2 separate regions of the Sus scrofa genome follow, and region 2 is linked to region 1. Evidence: chromatin contacts called from public HiChIP or PLAC-seq data. All regions are on one chromosome and are shown on one strand. The core of a region is the stretch at or near the end of the contact, and the rest is flanking DNA. Distances in the headings are between cores, read along the strand shown. Region 1 overlaps IFFO2 (intermediate filament family orphan 2). Region 2 overlaps UBR4 (E3 ubiquitin-protein ligase UBR4).

Evidence for each region. HiChIP or PLAC-seq counts read pairs in DNA pulled down with a chosen protein or histone mark.
Region 2: a contact with region 1 is called in an H3K27ac HiChIP or PLAC-seq map of skeletal muscle. The contact joins two enhancer-like sites. A contact is called at or near these places in 12 of 47 Hi-C or Micro-C datasets (embryonic fibroblasts, fetal liver, fetal skeletal muscle and 7 more) and 2 of 2 datasets of contacts at active chromatin or transcription factors (alveolar macrophages and skeletal muscle).

Annotation. Positions count from the first base shown.
Region 1 is chr6:77,420,129-77,427,025 of Sscrofa11.1, reverse strand. IFFO2 (intermediate filament family orphan 2) reads left to right here. Exons shown (of 8, transcript XM_021095463.1): 2 at 5,163-5,223; 3 at 6,490-6,585. Among named protein-coding and RNA genes, the nearest start is that of ALDH4A1, 20 kb to the right of the region's middle. Within about 2 kb of position 3,910, at least 32 of the 83 cell types and tissues checked have an H3K27ac peak or open chromatin away from gene starts, as enhancers often do. A contact at or near this core is called in fetal skeletal muscle and skeletal muscle, where this site is marked.
Region 2 is chr6:77,571,108-77,577,774 of Sscrofa11.1, reverse strand. It overlaps UBR4 (E3 ubiquitin-protein ligase UBR4), which reads left to right. Exons shown (of 108, transcript XM_021095464.1): 105 at 1,786-2,010; 106 at 5,796-5,886; 107 at 6,513-6,667. Among named protein-coding and RNA genes, the nearest start is that of IFFO2, 120 kb to the right of the region's middle. Within about 2 kb of position 3,019, at least 14 of the 83 cell types and tissues checked have an H3K27ac peak or open chromatin away from gene starts, as enhancers often do. A contact at or near this core is called in fetal skeletal muscle and skeletal muscle, where this site is marked.

The DNA of each region.
Region 1 (6,897 bases), core at 2,661-5,160:
ACCTCCTAAGATGAGTGCTGGAGAGCCTGGCTGTGCTGCCTGCCTATACATCCACGTTCCCGACCAGTGGGCTCCACACTCTGTGCCCCTGCTTGTCCTTTGCCCTCCTGGACTGCCCTTGCCCTTGTCCAGCACGGCCGTGTTGTGGATCAGGCCCACGGGGTTTGGACACTGGTCAGCAGAGAGACAGTGGTGATTGAGTCGCAGGGGGCAGTAGGCTGGGCCGGGCCAGAAGCTGGGCCCTGAGACCTAGTCCAACCAGAGCCGGCCTGTGGCTGTGGGCTGGTCACCTGCCCATCAGACAGTGTCCCTGGGATGTGTTGGGCTCACATACTCCATCTCATTACAGATGGAGAGATCCAGGCTCTGGGTGATGGCGACAGATCAGAGGCAAACCCCGGGTTTGGACTCATGTCCTTCGGCCTCACTCCTCACGAGTGTTGGCTTGGGCCAGGGGAGGGGAGGGCATGGAGCTGTCCACTCCCAGGTGACCCTGCACCTCAGTTTCCTTATCTGAACCCTCAAAGGCGTGGTCTAGGTGAACCTTGGTCTCTTTCAGCCTTTGCCTCTGAAGATTCTCTGAGAGTCTCTTGTTTCTGTAAAATGGAAACAACCCCTACTTGCTGGCTGTGTGATGTGGGGTGAGGTGCTCATGCTTGTGGACTTCAGCTTCTTTATCAATGACGTGGAGATAATCATAACCTAACCTCGAGGTTACTGCAAGACCAAAATGAGGCTCTACCTGTGAAGCACCTGAGAATGGTGCCTGGCATGTCATAAGCACTCATTCTGGGTTGACTCTCTGAGCACACCACTACCACCATTATCATCACCACCACCATCACTATCCCTATCACCATCACCACCACCACCATCATCACCATTACCACCACCATCATCACCACCACCACCACCATCCCTATCATCATCATCATCATTGTCACCATCATCACCACCATCATCATTGTCACCATCATCACCACCATCACCACCACCACCGCCATCATTATCATCCTTACCATCATCACCACCACCACCACCACCACCATCACCATCGTCACTGCCACCATCATCCATTCTGCCTGCAGAGGCTGGCATGAGCATCTGTAGACTAAGAGCACTTTGAGGAGCTGGCACGGGTCCGAGGCTATTGTCAAAGGATGTCTGCAGGTAGGGGGAGAGCGAGAGCATTCTGAGGGTGAGGTGCTGGGGCGAGAGAAGTCTCTGTGGTGTGGTTGGGGCCGTGAGCAGCTTGGTTTGGGGCCTGAGCGCTTTGGAGGTGGAGAAGATGGAGCACGGCCCATCCATCACGGTTCCTGGCATTGTGGGCTGGCGTTTTGGGTGAGAGCCATGCTTGAGGAGATGCCCCAGCCAGGCCGCCTGGGGACGGTGGCCCCCCGAGCCCTGCTGCCTCAAGCCTGAGCCCGGGGAGGGAAAACAATGAAGTGGCTGCTGAGGCTTGGGGACGAGGACATTGGAAACAAGCCTGGGAGAATGGATAGAGTTGAGGAGGCTGAGGAGGAGGGAGCGAAAGGGGCATCACGTTACCTCTGATGGTCTGTTTCCTCATCTGCAAAATGGGGACCATTTTTAGAGGAGGATTAAGTGACATTTTATATTTTACAAACATATGAAGACCCAGCGTGGTGAACACTACCTAGGAGGTGACCAGTGACCCTCCCTCTCTCCTCTCCCTTCAAGAGAATAGAATTTGGAAGTTTTATGAGCTGGTGGATCAGGGTGGGCAAGCGTGGGGCTAAGGGCTTCAGGCCATCTTGGCCTTGGCTGGAGTTGTCTGCGTGCACCGAGTCTTCATTTTCCCACCCGTGAAATGGGGAGGCAATTTCTCTCCAGCTTCAGAGCCCACTGTGTGAGCTCCCTTGCCCAGGAGTGGGCTGGACATAAAAGTCAGGACGGCAAAGGTTAAAGAACATGACATCCACCAACCCCAACCCATCGTAGGTGTGTCCCCTTTCGGTGGCAACTGGCCATCCCCTGGCCTTCCTGTTGGCCCATCTTTGCTTATGTGGGTCCTGCTGCCTGAGACACCCGTCCTGCAGAAACCTTACTCCCATGGGCAGATCCAGGTCAGGGGACAAGACAAGGCCTGGGAAGCAGTTTTGGAATGTTGGAGCCCACAACTTGGTGGACCAGTTTGTGGTTAAGCTGCAGGCACCCTCCCCCTGGGCTGAGTTGCAGTGAATGCAGAGCATCTGGGGTGCCTTCAGAAACATGGCCCATCCATCGGTTCATCCCAGTCAGCCGGTGCAGCTGAAGGGCAAAGCTTTTCTGCACTGTCAACCTCAGAGCCAGCAAAGCCAAGCTTTCCCGTCGCGGCTGGGAGGGGACGTCAGTACGAGCAACGGGTTTCGTCTGTCAAGCCAGCTGCTATCAATACACTGGGGTCCTTCCTCGGTCTCCTGGGGGCAGGTGCACCAGCTGCCCACCCATCCAGCTCTGGAAATTGCAGGCCCGTGAAATCGTTTGTGCAAGCTCATCTGCTGGGGTGCAGCTCAGCCAGGCGAGGGGGCTGCCACAGTGCCTTCTGCAGGGCAGCTAGCTAGAAGTGAGCCCCATCCCAGGCCTGCGGGATCTGGGTCTCTGTGAGAGCGAGATACCTCAGAGGTTCCCATGCACATCTCAGTGGGAACCTGGTTGCTTTAGAGCACGAGCTAGGCTTCAGTCCCATCCCTGCTTGCTTGCTCTGTGACCTTAGATAGTTACCTCACCTCTCTGAACCTCAGGTCTCTCATCGGCAAAATGGGTTTGGGGGAAAATTCTTTACTTGAGAAGGTTAATCATTCACACAGAAGCTGCTATGATGTGTATGAAGCACCGAGCCAGTGCTCGGGACCCAGACCGTGCTCACCACTCAGTAGCCACTGCCATGGCAGCTGAAGTGTCCAGACCACCAAAGCCATGGCTTTAGTTCCACTCTAGGTTGACTTGGGACAAGTTGTTTTCCTTTGCTGGGCCTCATTTTGCCTGTCTGTTCAATGGGTCTATTGACCCCTGCCCTACCTTCCTCATGAGAAGGTGGCTTAAAGGAAAAATGAGCAGGGGGGAGGCAGGGCCTCCTTCCCAAGAGCCTGTCTGGGAAATGGGAGTGCATGGGGGTGACGTGCCCCTGGGTGCCTGCGCCTCACCCTTCTTGGCTCCCCTCCTCTGCTGCCCCTGCTGCTGCTGCTGCTGCTGTAAGACGCAGTATCGAGGCTGGCCTCAGGAGCCAGGCTGCGGCCACTGCCACACCAGGCGCTCCCTTGTCCCTGCTCTGCTCAGGGGCTTTGGAACCAAGTTCCCTGCCCCCGCCAGGATGGCACGGCCAGGAGAAATGATTCAGCTCGGGACTTGTGTTCCCGAGGGAAGCTCCAGGTGCCCCTGGCTGCGGGAGGAGGTGAGGGTGGCCCATGAATGTCTCCCCACCTGGACTTCCTGTTCCCATGGTGGACCTGGGCCTGGACTGCCGCCTCTGTGCCGCCATCCTGAGTGACCTTGGCCAAATTCTTTGTGTGCCCTGGGCCTCAGTTTCCCTATTTGTACAAGGAGGGTATTCAGGGAGATGCTCCTGCCTACGTTAGACCTTTAGCTTCTCTTGCTGCCGCTTTAGCTTCCTCCATGCCCCTCAGCCCCGCCAGGACCCCTGCCCCAGCCCCGCTGCCACTGGGTTCTGAACTCTGCAGTCCAGGGCAGATCTCAGCCTGGCTGCTGCCACGGGGCGGAGGGGGGCTGGTAAGGACCAAAGGGGATGGGGGAGGGGGTGCATGCGTGTCCTCTGGGAGCCCTGGCCAGGGCCATCGTGTCTTGTGTGGGAAAGAGGAGGAATTTTCCTCTGTGTGTGCAAACAGTATCCGTTTTCTCTTGTTTCCAAAGGCCGGTGACGTAACCCACTCTTCATCCATCCCTCCCCTCTGGCCTATTTTTAGCTGGCCCCGACAGCATCCTAAAAGGCTTCCAGACCTGCCTGCTCTGAGGCCATGTAGGGAGGCAGCTGTGGGGTGAGGAAAGAGAAGCTCCTGGTCTGCCCGTCTCAGGATGGAGGCGGAGAAGGACCTGCCCTCTGGGGAGCAAGGGGGATCTGTGTGGGGAGCGGGATGGGGCTCTGATGCGTCCCGGGTCTACAGGGAGCCTGGCAGGGTGACGCACTCAATCTGGAGCCTGGTTTGCGTCTGAGCCTCACCTGTCCTCACTCTGACCTTGGGCACCTGACTCTGCCTTGTTTTCCTCGCCCGTAATGTGGGGATCCTGGTGGCACCTACATTAGAGGTTGTTGTGAGGATTGAATGGCACCAGGTGGAGCAGTGCCTGGTCCCCAGTCAGCAGTCAGATAAGGCGAGCTGGCATTGTGGTGGCAACTCCTATGATTATCACCCCATCCTACCTCCAGTTAAGGCGGGGGATACACTGTGGGCCCCTGTGTGCCTTCTCCCTTCTGTCCTTTCCTGTCCAGCTTTAGCCAAGAAGATGATACATGTAAGGCCCCTGGAACAGAGCCTGGTACTTCACAAATATTAAATAGATGAGAGCTGTGTTTATTTTTTGTTTTAATATAATAAAACAGATCTGAGTTGAGACATCCAGCCCCACCCACTAACTAGCTGTGTGTCTTTGGTCAAGATATTTAACCTCTCTGAACCTCAATTTCCTGTCTGTAAGATGGGGATAATAACAGCGAGGCAGGAGATAGCTGTTGGTTCAGGCAGGCTGCAGGACAAATAGACTCCAAGACTGGAGGGGTTGGCACAATAAAAGTTTACTTCTTGCAGGGGCAAAGGAGAGTCTGAGCGTGGTGCTGGCTGCAGCCTGGCTCCTGAGAGCAGCCTCAGCACTCCCTCTTACAGAACAGAAGGAGCCGTAGTATTTGTATAGCACTTTACAGTTTGTGTGAAGCGGGGGTGGTGGTCCCTTCTGCCGTTGTCTCCCTGCAGGGGTGCTCTCATGCCTTCAGCCTGGCACATGTTAGTACCACCTGGTATTATGGTTATGGGTCAACCTGACTGACCCACCCACCCACCCTAGACTGGCAGCTCCCAAGGGACAGATGGGGATGGAGTCAGGTCCTTGCCCAGCCCGGGGACGGGCTCAGGGTGGGTGCCGGCATTGTGTCTGAGGTGGGACTGACCTCAGGAGGCCCCTCTGACCACTGTCCTTCTTGGCTTTTGCAGATGGGAGGAGGAGCTTGCTAAGCGCATGAATCTCCAGACCATGGTGGACACACTGCAGGAGGTAAGAGATCCTGGCTGGAGGAGGCTCTCAGGAGAGCCATGTGGCCGAGGGGCAGAGCCAGGGGCAGTTCCCAGCACAGCCTCAGTGCTGCGTTACCTCCTGCTCCTCAATCTCTCCTCGGTGGAGCCTCGCTTCCCCGGCCTCGGGGCTGAAGGCACCACCCAGTGTTGTGGAAAGCTCCAGTACGGGAGTCCAGGTGCTGCCCCTGGCTTGCAGGCACCAACCTGGGGCTGAGAGCTCTGAAGAGAGTGGTAGGCGTGTCACTGGGTGGGCTCCCAGCCCCAGCGGGCGCTCCATGGTGGGTCTGGGGACATTCTCTTGCTCTTCTGACTCGGCGGCTCTGTGCTCTGGGCCCTGCTCCTCACTTGCCAGCTGTGTGCTCTGGGCAGCAAACTTTACCTTCTCAGCCTTTGTTTTCCTCTCAGCCACCATTGTGGTGACCCCATGAGAAGGCATGCAAAGCTCTTTCAAGCATTAAAAAAAATTGCCTTCTGGGAGTTCCCTGGTGGCTCAGTGGGTTAAAGATCCAGCGTCGTCACTGCTGTGGCTCAGGTTTTGATCCCTGGCCCAGGAACTTCTGCATGCCGCAAGTGCGGCCAAAAAAAAAAAAAAAAAAATTGCCTTCTGATATTTAAAACATTGATTTTCTACAAAATTAGAGACAGATTTAAATAATGTCAATATGTAGGAGGCAAAGGATGAACAGCCTTCTTTTTCTTTTATGACAAAAGTGCTTTCTACTTTACAAACATAACATCTGATGCTCAAATATTTGGAAAATTCAGAACAACGCAGAGATGAAAATAAAACATACCCCCAGTTTCCTCCTCTCCACTGTTGATAAGTTGGTGTGTGACCTTCCGGTCCTTTCTGTGCAGTCACACACAAGCCCTGGGTATGCATATTCGGGTCCATTGACATGTGTGACATCGCCATTCTGGAGACCAGAGATGGTCAAACACGAGCAGTTTCACATGAACGGATCTACTCTTTTAACCTATTGGGATCACTTTTACCTTCACCTGTTCTTTTTCTCTTAATGCGTGCCATGCATTTTTTTCATACAATAAGTAGTCCTTTGAGAACTGTTTTAAGCTGAGCAGTGCCCTGCAGTGAGCAAGGGTGGAGTTGGGGGGCTAGGCTGGGACGAGGTCCTTGGCACCCCTTCCTTGCCTGGCACTCAGGTGCCCGGCTCAGTTGGATATCAGGCATCCCCACCAGGGAGCCCAGCCCCCCTAAACCCTCCGCCATCTCCATCCCCCGTAGGCAGCACAGGAGGCCGAAGCCATCCAGGAGGAGATGAATGAGAAGATTGAGCGTCTCAAGGCCGAGCTGGTGGTGTTTAAGGGGCTCATGAGTGACGTAAGTGCCACCGGCAGCCAACCCCAGGCGTCATGCCCTCCCCCACACCCATCATGCAAAACGCTTCATTCACTCCGAGGCTCCAGAGCTCGGCTTCTAGTTAGAGTCCTGGCTGGCTGCGTTTGCCCCGTGAGGATGACGGATGCATCATCGGAGACCAGGCCCCCCTCCCGGCCCCCTCCCCACTTCCGCTCCCCTTGGTCTGAGTAGAGATGCATTAATCTGCTGCTTAACCCATCCTGCCCTCCCGGGGCTCCTCTGATGGTCTGTGTGTGTTTGCTCCGCCTCCTGCCAGCTCACCACGGTGAGGGC
Region 2 (6,667 bases), core at 1,770-4,269, 150 kb before region 1:
TGAAAGGCCATGTGTAGTCCATGAGGCAGCTTGCAGTTTTGTTTAGGCAGCAGGACAATCTGTGTCATTATCCTTTCTGGTCTTGGACACAGTTATTTTCGTCTTCCCTCCTGTTTTTTTTTTTTTTTTTTTTCTTTCATGAGAGGAAAGACTGACCTGGAGACCACAGGCTTCATTGTTAAAGAGAAGCACTGCTGGGACTCCATCAGACTTGACATCATTCGCTCTCTCTGTAGACGGTCAGGAGAAACACCTGCATCGTTGACAGCACGAATGTTCCCCATTATCCAGACTGTGCTGCAGGCCTGAGCAGTGCTGCCCGCTGGTATCTGTGGGGCCTTCAACGGAGCTCTTGGCCCTTCCTGACAGCCGTGAGGTCGAGTGGACGGCCCTTTCTTCAGGGAGCGGGGCAGGCTGCCCAGAGATAGCGTGTGATTTGCCCAGCAGAGCAGAGCCGATGGCTCCAGGTGTCATTGTGTTTCTCAAATGCCAGACATTTGTAGCGCATGCTCAAGTCCCTTAGATGGAGTGGGAGGTAGCTTTGTCCTGGTTGTCATGGTCAGTTGGAGGCTGAACTGGAAGCTGCAGCTGGCCTCCCTCGCTGGCTCGCACTGCTGTGAGCTTGGTCCCGGGTGCTGGCTGAGCGGGGATCACAGTGCCTTTGGTGGAACATTTGTGTATGAAGGCAAGCGTGTCAGACCATGAGCCAGAGCAGTGCTGAGCGATGCTGGACACTCTGGTCTAGTATAGCCATCTGGTCCATCCAGGTCCTTTCTTCATGGCGGCTAAGGGACCACGGTCTTTGCCCACCCCCACCTCCTTTCTCACGGTGCAGAGTCTGGCAGTGCCATCTGCAGCCCTGGTGACTTTGATTCAGTGGCTGCTGGTGTTGTGCTTTTGTTTGTTTCCCCTACAGAATTAGGACAGGGCGTCAGGCACTCCTGGCCTGAGAGCACCAGCCGGGTTAAAAGGGAGGCATGTAGTTAGAAGTATCTGATAAGAAGGTGATCTCTCAGTCTGATCCAGTGACTCTTTGGAGTTCCATCGTGGCGCAGGGTGGAGAGTCGGTGTGGGGTGGGCTGGAGCCAGACTGACTGGGTCAGAGCCCGCTTCCTTCCTTCCCACTGTGTGGCGGGGCAAAACGCTTGCTTTCTCTGGGCTGCAGTTTCCCCTCTGTAACATCAGGATACTGCCCCTCTGATGAGGTCACTGTGATGATTAGAAGAGACAATCCGTAGAAAGCACGTAGAAGGTTCTTGGCGTTGAAGGTGATGATGATCATTATTTAGGCAAGAGCGAGAATGAGAAGCCATGTGTGCCTTTCAGAAGACGCTGTTCTAACGGAGGAGGGGGGGCGTAGGTACATAAGAGAATAGAGCCAAATAGAGAGTCCAGGGCAGGCATGGACAGTCATCCGTCATGAGACCGCGTGGGGGGGGACTGCGGGCTGTGGGCTCAGTCACTGGGCTTGGTCACCTCCCTTCCTGGGCCTCAGGTAGAAAGGGGCCGTGGACCCTTCCGGAGTCATTGGGACCCTTGGATGGTGGCATGTGTGTGAATACACAACGCTTGGCACATGCACTGTTGCAGCTGTGTCAGAGCCGGACTGGGGTGGGGGACAAGGGTGATGCCACCAAGAAGGGCTCAGGAGGGAAGGAGCCATGCTTGAAGTGGGGGACGGGGAGCCCAGCATTCAGGAAACTTAAAAGAAGACGGGAAATTGAGCAGACCCTCCTCCCCTCCTGAGGCTTCTGCACTGGTTTCATGCCACCCCTTCTGTTCCAGAACCCGAGCAACTTCCCGAGAGGAGAAGAACCTCCAGGGCTTTCTGGAGCAGCCCAAGGAGAAGTGGGTGGAGAGTGCCTTTGAAGTGGACGGGCCCCACTATTTCACAGTCCTGGCCCTCCACATCCTGCCCCCCGAGAAGTGGAGAGCCACACGCGTGGAAATCCTGCGGAGGCTGCTGGTGACCTCTCAGGCCCGGGCAGTGGCTCCAGGGGGAGCCACCAGGTCAGTACCTGTTTCAAGAAGCTGTCTCCCAGGCTGCCTGTCACCTGGACTCTGTCCCCACTGTGAGTGAAAGTCCCCAGCAGTGTGTGTGTGCTAAGGGGAGGCGCCCTTCCTGGACTGGTAGTTGCCCACAACCCTTCGTGGTCCGTCACATCAAGAATCTGGGCCTGAAAGCTGACAGGCACCTGCCTTCTCTGGATCAGGCACCTGGGTGGAGCCAGGTGCCTCTGGAAAATTTCTCAGAGAGGAAGCTAGCCAGGCACAGGGTGAGATTTCTCAGGAGAAGAGTTAGGGCCGACAGGCAGCTGAGGCAGGAAGCCAGCTTTTCTGACTCTTGCTGGTCTGGGCGTAAACTAACAAAGTTTCCTCAGGGCCATGGCTGGGGAGCTTCTTTTCTGATCATTAAAAGCTCGTCGTCTCCCTCTGTCACGTTCCTGTCCTGTCTGCGCCATGTTCCCTGAGCCTTTCCTTCTCTACTGTGCATGTGGACACCTCTGAAGAAGGCGGGCATTTCAGGAAGGATGCGGTCTCGTTTGCCTGACCCGGTGCTCTGATCTGGGTCAGCTGGGAGCTGTCTTGAGAGAAACAGCTGCAAACAACAAGAAGCCCTTTGTGACGACCGCACGGACTGCCACATGCTCAGTGGACTCCGTGGCACCATGCTGAGCCGGGTGGCCCTGCACAGTCTGCCTGCCCTGGGCTTCAGAGCAGGGTGTGGGTTTGTCAGCTTGCTTCTGCCCCTCGAGGGAAACCTGCTTCGCTCCAGGAAGGTCTGTCCTCATGTGTCTGCTTCCGCTAGCATCCGAGGGACCGTTTTCAGGGAGGGAGTGGTGGGGGAGCTTTGAGGCCCCTGGTGACAGACTAGGTGCAGACAGACCAGGTGGAGACAGCTGTGGGCCTGAATGTGCACACCTGGTGCCTCTCCCTCCATCACCCTGATTTACAGAGTCACTGGTCATGGGAACCTCCCAGCCCAGAGAGACCAGGCTGAATCTCCAGCCAGTGCCAGCCTCTGTGTAGAGTAGCAGCAGGCCAGTCTTATTGGGTCCCTACCTGCCCTCTGCCCCCATGCCAGACAGTGCACTTTCCAGCCTTTCCTGAGAGTCTGAAGCATTGATAGTTAACTAGCTGCTAGCAGTCAAAAGTTAGATCTGCAAGAGACTAAGTTGTCAATAAGCCAGGCTCGGCTTGTGGCCACAGCACATAAAGTGGCTGTTGACTGGGCACGGGCTCTCGGTGACAGGTGTGAAATCTGAACCCACAGGAGCTGTTTTGCTTTCAATTAGGAGACTAGGATTCATTACTGTCCTGGGCAGTTAAGGAAAAGCCAGTTTGGTCACAGCTGAATTAGGAAATCCAGTGTGAGCTGTGTTCGTGTGGCCATTTTCTCTGTAGCACATTAGTCACCTTTACTGATTAGTCTTAAATAACTAGGTTAGGGCAGGGCCACTGAAGATTCCTGCTGCTAAAGCAGAAGATCCACAAGGCACAGCCCTGGTTATGGTGTAGGGGTGTGAGTGGGGCTCCTGAAGCCGCTGACAGGGTGCTGGGCATTGGCATGGTGTGGGGACTCCTCCCAGGAGGGCCATTTAGAGGGAACGTCCTGGTGCTTGAGGCAGAGTCACTGAGCCCATTATGGGGTAGGAGGTAGCGGCAGATGCACAAAAAGCTAGGAATTTGCACAAGAGAAGTTGTTCTGCAGGTTTTACATTCAGGAAAAAGATTCCTCTGCCAGGAACTGGCAGGAATTTAAGCCGAGGCCTTTGCTAGCCTTTTCTGTTACCGGGTCTGCCTGCAGAGAACAAAGGTCACCCTCCCCTCAGCCCACCTGGCAGTAGTTCCCCCTTTCTGGCAGGAGGGCAGCGGCTGGGCGCTGTGGAGGGAAGGTACAGGTAGCATATTTTAGCAGAGTTGCCTCACTTTATTCTTTCATTTCACTTTTGTTAGTAGTTTAAACATTTACTGAATGCAGGTGGGGATGGCCTGTCCCATGCTAGGTAGTCCCAGGAGACCCATACAGTCTAGTTGCAGCTTCTGTAAGGAATCACCTGTTGGCTTGTTTTTATTTTTATGAGTCTAGCGTATGTAAACATGGGTATACACACAACACACACGCACGTCTTATTTATTTATTGTGGAATCAGTGGACATCTTTATTTTGGGGATACCCATTAGAAGTGTTTTGTGCTAGAAGAATGCTTTCCCAAATGATAGGTATAGAGTAGCATAGTTACGCAGGCGGTCGTGAAGCCCAGTAAGGACCATAGACAGAGAGGGAAACCTGGGGGACTCCGGGAGATCGCTGTAAGTTGAGATGGCTCAAGAAAGCCGTCAGAATGTTGTGGAGTGAAGCAGCCTGGCTTAACTGTAAAACCATAAATAGAAGCATGAGGTATGCCTCAGGTCATTAGGCAGAAGATGAAGCAAGGCCTGCATTCAAGTTCAGCGAGATAACCATCCTTTGGTTCAGGGACAGGAATTTAAGGGGAAGACGACATTCCACAGTGGCAGACCCTCATTATGCCCACACATGCTTTTCTTTTTTGTTGCTTTTTAGGGTCCCACCTGCAGCATATGGAGGTTCTCACGCTAGGGGTCAAATAGGAGCTGTAGCTGCCAGCCTGTGCCACAGCCACAGCAATGCAGGATCCGAGCTGCATCTGCAACATACCCCACAGCTCACAGCAAGCCCGGATCCATAACCCACGGAGCGAGGCCAGAGATTGAACCTGCATCCTCGTGGATGCTGATACTAATCAGATGTCTTGACCTCTGAGCCACGGTGGGAACCCCCCACACATGCATTACAGTACTAAGTTCTGATCCTTTCCGTTACGGACTCTGTTCCAAGGTGTGGAATCTCCACAGTAAGGGCTTATCTACCCTTTATTATTACAGACACAAAGGTGGTTTGCAGACGAAGCCTTTCCTAGATCTTGGGTTGTAGAAACCGAATCCTAGCCCTGACACTTCACTCCTTGTGCAGAGGGGCGTCTGGTCTTTCCGTATTTCCCAGGGGCCGTACCTGTTGTAATCAGTCCTCGGGCTGGGAGTGTCTGTCGAGGAGGCTGTGGGTGCTCTTGTCCCTGGCAGCCCCCGGTTTCCCAAGGGCCTGGTTGGTCTCTACTCCCAAACTGACTCATTGGACTAAGTAGTGACGATACTGGTTAGAAATGAAGGGGTGTGGTGAGCAGCTCCAGGATTCACCCAGGATTTGGGAGGCGTTGGGGCGGTTGCGGCTTCCATCCGAGGCAATGCTGTTGCTCAGACCAGGTTTCTGACAGCTGGCTGCTTTCTAGCACGGCACGTGGTGGACTGAATACTATGGCTGGTTTAGGTTTGCTGACTGTTTGTAAAAATTCTCCGGTGGAATGTAAAGATGGAAGTAGAACCTCGTTTCCTACGTCATTTACCAGGTCCCTCGAAGTCCCAGCGTGTGGCCGGGGCTAAACTCAGGGACACTGGGCCCCGCGATCTCCTTAAGCAGCAGCCTGGCGGTAGCTGTGGTGCATCTTACATCTTCCCCTCTCCGCTTGGCCCTGACTCAGCCGAGTCAGCGCTGGACAGGACGCGTTCATGGAAAGCCCTGTGGGGAATAAACCACTGAGTCGGAGGGCTTCAGAAGCCCTGTCCCAGCTGCTTTCTTCTGAGCAGAGGGGCTGGTGGCTGGAGCGAGTGACGCCCAGCTCCCGTGACCCTTCCCCAGCTCCCAGAATGCTTGGCTCTGTCCTTGTGCTGTGTCCTCCCAGGCTCTGCACGGACATGGGCTTTGGTTTCTGTTGCAGGCTGACAGACAAGGCGGTGAAGGACTACTCCGTGTATCGCTCTTCCCTTCTCTTCTGGGCTCTCGTCGATCTCATTTACAACATGTTTAAGGTAAGGGGCCAACCGGGGGTAGTGCGGGTTTTGGCGAGGACGTAGACACCCGGGCTGGTGCCCGCGGCCCTGCCCTGGCAGCCTGCTCCTCCACGGCCTCCGCCTGAAACAGGCTGCACCCGCCGTGGGAGGGCTCCCCTCTCGCTCAGGCCTGCGGCCTCAGGCTGCCGCAGACCCTCTCCTGCAGGTGCATCTCCTCCCCTCCGAGTCCCCCTTTCTTTGCTCTCGTCCCTCTGGGTAAAGCCCGTTGCCCTGTGTGAGTGTGACTTGTTCCAGCCGAGCTTCTAATAGGGACACTCCCCTCTGCCTGAGAGGATCAGCAGGGAGGCGGGAGGTCCTTTCATCACCTGCATGAAAACAGCTCCGCGAGAGCACCCTGGCCTCCCTCTCGGGGAGGTGCGGGTGTGGGAGGTGTGGGGTGGAAGAGCACATCCATGGCCTGTTGGAGCTCGTGGGACACACGAGCCCTGCTTAACAGGGGCTGTGAGAGGAGCGGAGGGGAGTTCTGTTCTGGAGGCAGAGCACATCCTCCGGGGAAACCGAGATGTGTGGGAGGTGCCCCCCCCCCCCCACCAAGGCACTGAGTGCCCCCCCCACCCCGGCCCGTCTCGCATTGGTTCTTGTAGAAGGTGCCGACCAGCAACACGGAGGGAGGCTGGTCCTGCTCGCTCGCGGAGTACATCCGCCACAACGACATGCCCATCCACGAGGCTGCCGACAAGGCCCTGAAGGCCTTCCAGGAGGAGTTCATGCCCGTGGAGACCTTCTCCGAGTTCCTCGA